Linked DNA regions of Ovis aries: region 2 is linked to region 1. Evidence: chromatin contacts called from public Hi-C data. All regions are on one chromosome and are shown on one strand. The core of a region is the stretch at or near the end of the contact, and the rest is flanking DNA. Distances in the headings are between cores, read along the strand shown. Region 1 holds the start of ATG16L1 (autophagy related 16 like 1). Region 2 overlaps GIGYF2 (GRB10 interacting GYF protein 2).

Region 1 (3,547 bases), core at 25-2,524:
CCTGGAACCAGAGGTTCCAAGAGTGCCCATTTCTCCCCCCAGATTTGTCATCAGTTAGGGTAAAATGAGGGGCGAGGTAAGCAAATGCTCATTAGAAGGCATCTAAGGGCACAACCAGTCCATCCTAAAGGAAATCAGTCCTGAATATTCATTAGAAGTGCTGATGCTGAAGCTGAAACTCCACTTTGGCCACCTGATGCAAAGAACTGACTCACTGGAAAAGACCCTGATGCTGGGAAAGATTGAAGGCAGGAGGAGAAGGAGAAGAGAGGATGAGATGGTTGGATGGTATCGCTGACTCAATGGACATGAGTTTGAGCAAGCTCTGGGAGATGGTGATGGACAGGGAAGCTGCAGTCTATGGGGTCACAGAGATTAGGACATGACTGAGCTGAACTGAAGGGCACAAACATTTTTGTACTCAAATTGCTGCGGTGGCGGTGGGTGTGGGCCACCTTTTTCATATCCAAGTTTTCAGTAACAGTAAAGCCTACTAAGTCCCAACTAAAAAGTGAGTTAAGACTCAGGATGTGTCACAAAGAACACCAAGGCGGAGTGTGAGGACAGGTCTTGAGAAATGAAAGGCAAACACTTCGTGATACTCAGAACACTACGCTAATGCTTCAAGTCAGTGCCCGTTTCAGTAACACGATGCCCGAAATAGCCCGTTTCTGGAAGCTGCCTATTTAATTACACAAGCATTGTGTGCGGAGCAGCTGGGATTTACACATACAAACGTGCACGGCGCCTGCCCACGAAGAAAATCCAAAGCTTGCAGGGAAACCCTCCACAGTCACACCCAAGGATAAACGGAAAAGAGGAAAAGATACAAAAGGCATGGGGCTGTGCCAGGCGTTGGGAACCCGGGGCGGCAGCGAGGCGCTCGAGAGGCGCCGGGGCTCTGCCTGGGGTTCCTGTTGGCGGCCCCGCGTGCCTCGGCGGGGTCCGCCCGCCCGCCCCCGGGGCCTGCCCGCCCTCCGGGCCCGCCCGCCGCTCACACTGCAGGATGATCTCCTCGAACGCCTGCCTCTGCAGCCGGTCCCGGCGCCTCAGCTCCTCCGAGATGTGGCGCTTCCAACGCGGGAAGACGGCGGCGCGGAGGCCCGACGACATGTCGCGTGCTGCCCCGGCGCGTCAGCGCCGCCGATCCGAACGCAGACTGGCGGCCGCGGCCCGCACCATGAGGGAACCAGCGTGCGCGGGAAGGCCAGCGGCCCCTGCGATCAGCTCCACGCAGAGGCCACCCCCGAAGCCATCCGGGACGGACTTCCGGCTCCTGACGGAAATAGCTTTGAACCGAGCCGGAAAGCCCGCCTTCTCATCCGACGTCTCGCGCCACGCGCACGCCGGCGTCCGGCGCTGACTTGAGGCGCTGGCTGATGACATCATCCCGATACCGGAAGTGCCTGTGGCAGAGATGTGGCCGCTGGGAGGCGTGCGGGACACTTTGGAGGTTTGGTCCAGGGGTTGGGGAAGGAAGCGGTGAAAGGGCGGCTTCCGCCCACCTGCTGTCCCCTTTGCTTGCTTTTCCTGTTTACTTCAGGTCAGTTTACTGAGCATAAGTAAACTCCCCACGTGGTAACTGTGTGATCAAGGATAAGTGACAACCTTCCTAAGCCTCAGCTTCCTAATCTGTAAAATTGCGCGCGCTCTAAAGCTCTTCAGTTGTGTTGCAGTCTCGGCGACCCTATGGACTATGGCCCGCCAGGCTCCTCTGTCTATGGGATTCTCCAGGCAAGAATACTGGAGTGGGTTGCCATTTCCTCCTCCAGGGCATCTTCCCAACCCAGGGATCAAACCTGCATCTCTTAAATCTGCTGCATTGGCAGGCGGGTTCTAGCGCCACGTGAGAAGCCCAGGTGAAATGGGGACGGCCCCTAAACGGGGAAGGAATGATACCTACCTCACAGGATTGCCGTGAGGATTAAAAGTAGCACCGATATAATGCAGTTCACACTGCCTGTGCATGGTAAGCTTAACTTTACCTAGTTACTCCGTTTCTTTCTAAGTCTTAATCAAAGTTTGGTTGCTTTAGCAAGAGCATCGCATTAGTCTTGAAAAAGACTTGTTTTTTTTTGCAATGAAGAAATGGATTGCAAAGAACAAGTAAAGAAAATGTGAATAATCGTTAGAAGCCTAGAAATTGTCTACGACCTAAAAGTAAATGGGTCCTTAGAAGGTATTTTAAGGGTGGGGATACAAGCAGGATTTTGAAAGAAAAAAAAAGACGATTTGCCTTTAGACAAAAATGGGAGATGGATGTCTCAGGAGAATATGGTATGTGTCAGCTAAGTAGAATGGAATACCTAGTCTGTAGTAGAAACCTGAGCTCCATCTGCCTTTAGCAAGTCAGTGAATTTATTACCTGGACTGGAACTGGATGAAGTAGGAGGCAGCGGAGAGGAAAGCAATGTCAGAAACTGCCTTCTCTTTGTCACAAAGTTCAGAGGAAGATGCTTCACAAGCAGATAAAAAAGCCTTTGATCTCCTGTGGCGCTCAGGAGTAGGGCAGTTAAAGTTCTAGAGCCACAAAGATATTTCGTTGGCAGCCAGTACTGAGTGGGAAAAACCCATGGGGATCAGAAATAGCAGGGACTTCCTAACACTGAAGCAAATGAAGAAGCAGGTTCTGAAAGTCACCAAAAATGCCTCTATGTGTAACAGTGGTACCAATCTCAAAAGAGCCTAGTCTCAGCTCTAGACAGCTGAGTATGCTGATTTCCACCCCGCCCCCACCCCCCAACACACAAGATTGTGATTAAAACAGGTTAACGAATTTGCAGGAACAGCAATTCCCCTTACAGGAATGTATCCAACAGATGCTTGGACAAATGACCACAAAGAGGAAGCCATCAGCATTGTTAATAAGAATGGAAAGTTGGGGGAAGAAAACCTGTATTTCCACCAGAAAGAAAGAAAGAAAGTGAAGTTGCTCCGTTGTGTCCAACTCTTTGTGACCCCGTGGACTGTAGCCTACCATGCTCCTCCATCCATAGGATTTTCCAGGCAGGAGTACTGGAGTGTATTGCCATTTCCTTCTCCAGGGAATCTTCCCAACCCAGGAATCAAACCCAGGTCTCCCACATTGTAGGCAGACGCTTTACCACCTGAGCCACCAGGGAAGTCCTAATTTCCACCAATGAGAGTAAAATTACTGTATATTTATTGTTCAAAAAAAGTTTATAATAAAAGCATTAATAAGTTCCCTACATACAAACCACCACATTTCGAACTTTCAAAGATGCGAATGTGTGTTCCATCAACGTCAGGCGTGAGTGACGCTGCAACTTGCCTTCCACCTCCTGTTGCTGGTGACCCTTCAGTTCTACCATCTTCCCTCCTCCAGTCAGTAACTCTTCTTGCCTGGTCACTCAATGCCAGCCCCTGTATGCCAGCTGTTTTACAGTACTACCGTACTTTTTATGTTAGTGTAAGATTTAAAATATTTTATTTTTGTGTTTGTTTTTAAGTACTATTTGTGTGAAGTGTATTATAAGGCTATTACAGTATAGTACTATATAGCTGATAGCATTATTATAACTTTGTT
Region 2 (3,854 bases), core at 403-2,902, 430 kb after region 1:
CTGGTCCAGCTCTCCCTGGGAACGAAGGGGTGGAGGAAAGAAATACCAGTAAATAAACTGAAAGAGCCTAAAAGCCATTTAGTACTTACATTCAGTACTCCTAGACTTCTTTTGCCCCACTTAACTATTAAAAAAAAAAAAAGTCAGGCACCTTTAGAAACGAAGCAGTGCCATCTAGTGGAAGAAGGTGGTGTTGGCACTTCAAGAGATTCCCCGAGGTGGGAAAAGGGTCCCTATTTTAGCTCTTCTTCTCTCTAGCCCTTGAGGCTGAACATTTTTCTGTAATCCAGAGTTCATACTATAACTAAAAAATAACCAGGGACCTCCCTGGTGGTCCAGTGGCTAAGACTCCACGTTCCAAGGCAGGAGACCAGCGTTTGATCCCTGGTTAGGGAATTATATCCCACATGCTGCAACTGAAGATCCTGAGTGCCACAATTAAGACTGGCACGGCCAAACAAATAATTTAAAAAAAATCCGTTCTCTGAATCTTAGAAGTGATTTATAAACTTGGAGATTATGTAAAAACTAGAGAAGCAGGACAAAACAGAATGGAGTAAAATTAAATGCTATGGTAAGAATTTTACAGTAGCACTAACAAATACAGGGAGCCAACGTATGTCTTCTTAAAGAGGATGAGACATTTAAAATTAAATGGAATATAAAAGAGCTTTCACAACTGTTTAACTCTCTATCCAAAAATTAGAGGTGCTTCTATTGCTTTTAATACATCACAAGTTTAAAAGTAAGGGGTAGAAAAAACTTTTTTAGCTTATATATAAAATAACATGGATGGAATTTAAATTGTGGAAGACAAAAGTAGGGGAAAAATGAAAGGTGAAATATAAGATAGAAATTAAAGCATAAGGGTGACACAGACTAAAATTAAGACAAATCATTAATGAACGGTTTATATCTTTACTGCACACTGATTACAGTCCAGAAAAACACATTTGATGTATGACTCCTTTGAGTGAGGTTCACCTGAAACTCAAGGACATTTTTCTTTCTCATTTAACTATTCATGGATAAAAGCTACAGTAGGTTAGTCGACAATTAACTTAAGGGCAAAGGCAATACCTGACAGGAAGCAGAGCTTCCCACAGTCTTTCCCCTTAGTTGGGTCTGACTGAGGCTCATCCCCTATAACTGGGAGTTAGGAAATGGATTAGAGCTAGCACGCCAAGATCCAAGAGGCCAGCTGTCAGCTCTCAAACGTGCCAGATAAAAACGCATCCCAATTTCTGAGTAGATGGTAAAAGTACAATTTACATACAATCATATAAGAATTTTTTCTGGATTTACAACAGAAATGTCAGGGTAATTCCCTAGGACTCTTCATTGCTCTGCAAACTATAGGAGGTCTCAACCCATCAGTGGACAGTGAAATTAATTATTGGGTCAAGATAAACATTTACATACTGGGGGGGGGGGGAGAAGAAACAGAAAGAATATATGTACACGGCACCAAATGTTTCATGAAACTTACTTCAGATACATCCGCAAGTTAATGAATATATGAAGCAGTAATACGAAAGTCTTCTGTTTTTTTACTATCTGCTACGGTCAAAACAATGTGACAGCCACTGTTCTCACTTATGAACTCTCTTGGCTACAGATGCTGCAAATGACTCACTCATCTTTCTCTCATAAGAACCTAACACAGCCCTGGCACAGATCCTCAATTACATAATTGGTGAATAAATCCATGGGTCTTACTGTAGAAATCCAGTGTTCAGACTAAAGATTTCTGACTATGTTCACTTAAGACTATGGCCAGCAATCAGACACTCCAACCTGGAAAATGGAAAAGTGAGGCACAGATCCAAAGGAACTCAACAGGCAGAGGCCCAGCAGCAGCTGCAAAAAAGACTTCCCCTTCAAAGGTCTCCAGCCTCAGCATACTAAAAGGGTTACATTATGATCCAATTTTTAGTTAAATATCAGTAACATATTTTAAAAGGGCTTCCCTGGGGGCTTAGATGGTAAAGAATCTGCCTAAAATGCAGGAGACTGGGGTTGGATCCCTGGGTTGTGAAGATCCCCTGCAGAAAGAAACGGCAAGCCACTCCGGTATTCAATCCACTCTGTCCATGGAGAATCCCATGGACAGCAGAGCATGGCGGGCTACAGGCCATGGGGTTGCAAAGAGGCACGTATTTTTTAAAAAGGTAAATAAATGGAGGGGAGAATGGGCCTTCTAACTAGAAGCAATGAGAAACTCTAAGTCAGTTGTGTTGAAGCACAGTAGATAAAGGTAAAAGCTCTGAAATGAACTTGGAAAGGTAAGGAGCCTAAACATGCATGAACTGGTAGGGAGGCCAAGACAAAATATTCTTCCTTTAGCACATGCTAACAGTGGAAACAGTGTCAGACTTTATTTTGGAGGGCTCCAAAATCACTGCAGATGGTGACTGCAGCCATGAAATTAAAAGACGCTTACTCCTTGGAAGGAAAGTTATGACTAACCTAAATAGCATATTCAAAAGCAGAGACATTACTTTGCCAACAAAGGTCTGTCTAGTCAAGGCTATGGTTTTTCCAGTGGTCCTGTATGGATGTGAGAGTTGGACTGGGAAGAAAGCTGAGTGCCGAAGAATTGATGCTTTTGAACTGTGGTGTTGGAGAAGACTCTTGAGAGTCCCTTGGACTGCAAGGAGATCCAACCAGTTCATTCTAAAGGAGATCAGTCCTGAGTGTTCATTGGAAGGACTGATGCTAAAGCTGAAACTCCAACACTTTGGCCACCTCATGTGAAGAGTTGACTCATTGGAAAAGACTCTGATGCTGGGAGGGATTGGGGGCAGGAGGAGAAGGGGCCGATAGAGGATGAGATGGCTGGATGGCATCACTGACTCGATGGACATGAGTTTGGGTGAACTCCAGGAGTTGGTGATGGACAGGGAGGCCTGGCGTGCTGCAATTCCTGGGGTCACAAAGAGTCGGACACGACTGAGTGACTGAACTGAACTGATAAAGCTAGTGGAGGATTCTATTATTTTAGAATGAGTGTGGGGTATGTGTGAGTGTGTTGAGAGAGAGACAGAAAGGAAGAGGAGGACAGGCACAGACATCTGAGTTTTAAAAGATCATTATAGCTACATATGTAGGCTGAGTCAGACTTCCCATCGTCATCTGGTCAATTACTTTCAAGGAACTACAGTTTCTTCTTCAAGAGACGTAACATCTAGAGCAAGTGCTTCTGGGTCTACTGTGTTCCGAGTGAGGCATAAGTTACTTACCATATGTGGAGGGGGAGCTGGTCCGGGAGAGAAAGGAACCCTTCCCCACATTTTCATGATATCACCAAGAGGCTGGAAGCTTTCATCACATGCTCTCTTTACCAACAAAGACATAGTGAAATAGCCAGCCTGAAACCATTCTGCCATCTCCTGATTATTGAAGGGACCTATAATAACAATAATTAAACAGAAGGGCAATAAAAATCCTTTCAAGCTAAAAAGGAAAAAAATATTTCCTGGGTCTGATCCTCACCCAGATAGAGGTTAACAACTTGTTTCAGGTGACTCCTGATCATAATTTATCAGGAAAAGTGGTGAACAGACTTCAAACTAATAAAATACTACAGAAACAATTTAGAAATAAGCCTTATGTATATACATCCTAATTTCTCAGCAGTGTTTTAACTATTTTAAAGAGCATAATTGTCTCCAACTTGCTCAGTCTCTAAAGCTCATTTCAGAAAAGCATTCACACTGAAAGAGTGAGTATTTGTTAGATCTGGTATCACACAGGCACAGAGAATATAAACATGCATGGCTGAATATGCTCTTCTCCAATTTTCATTTCCCGTCAGAGCTTGTTGGAAGTTGGGCAAACTATAAACAATAATT

What was found. A called contact is a pair of places that touch in the nucleus more often than the background predicts.
Region 2: a Hi-C map of tail adipose tissue shows a contact between it and region 1, with 5 times the contacts expected there. The contact joins the enhancer-like site here to the promoter of ATG16L1 in region 1. A contact is called at or near these places in 4 of 16 Hi-C or Micro-C datasets (blood, hypothalamus and tail adipose tissue).

Annotation. Positions count from the first base shown.
Region 1 is chr1:7,729,131-7,732,677 of ARS-UI_Ramb_v3.0, forward strand. ATG16L1 (autophagy related 16 like 1) reads right to left here and starts at 1,275. Exons shown (of 17, transcript XM_027967482.3): 1 at 999-1,275. The coding sequence starts at 1,113. It overlaps LOC121818846 (a long non-coding RNA gene), which reads left to right and starts at 1,392. Exons shown (of 3, transcript XR_009596487.1): 1 at 1,392-1,969.
Region 2 is chr1:8,160,814-8,164,667 of ARS-UI_Ramb_v3.0, forward strand. GIGYF2 (GRB10 interacting GYF protein 2) reads right to left here. Exons shown (of 28, transcript XM_060399252.1): 14 at 3,243-3,409; 15 at 1-15. Among named protein-coding and RNA genes, the nearest start is that of KCNJ13, 30 kb to the right of the region's middle. Within about 2 kb of position 1,653, at least 1 of the 54 cell types and tissues checked has an H3K27ac peak or open chromatin away from gene starts, as enhancers often do. A contact at or near this core is called in tail adipose tissue, where this site is marked.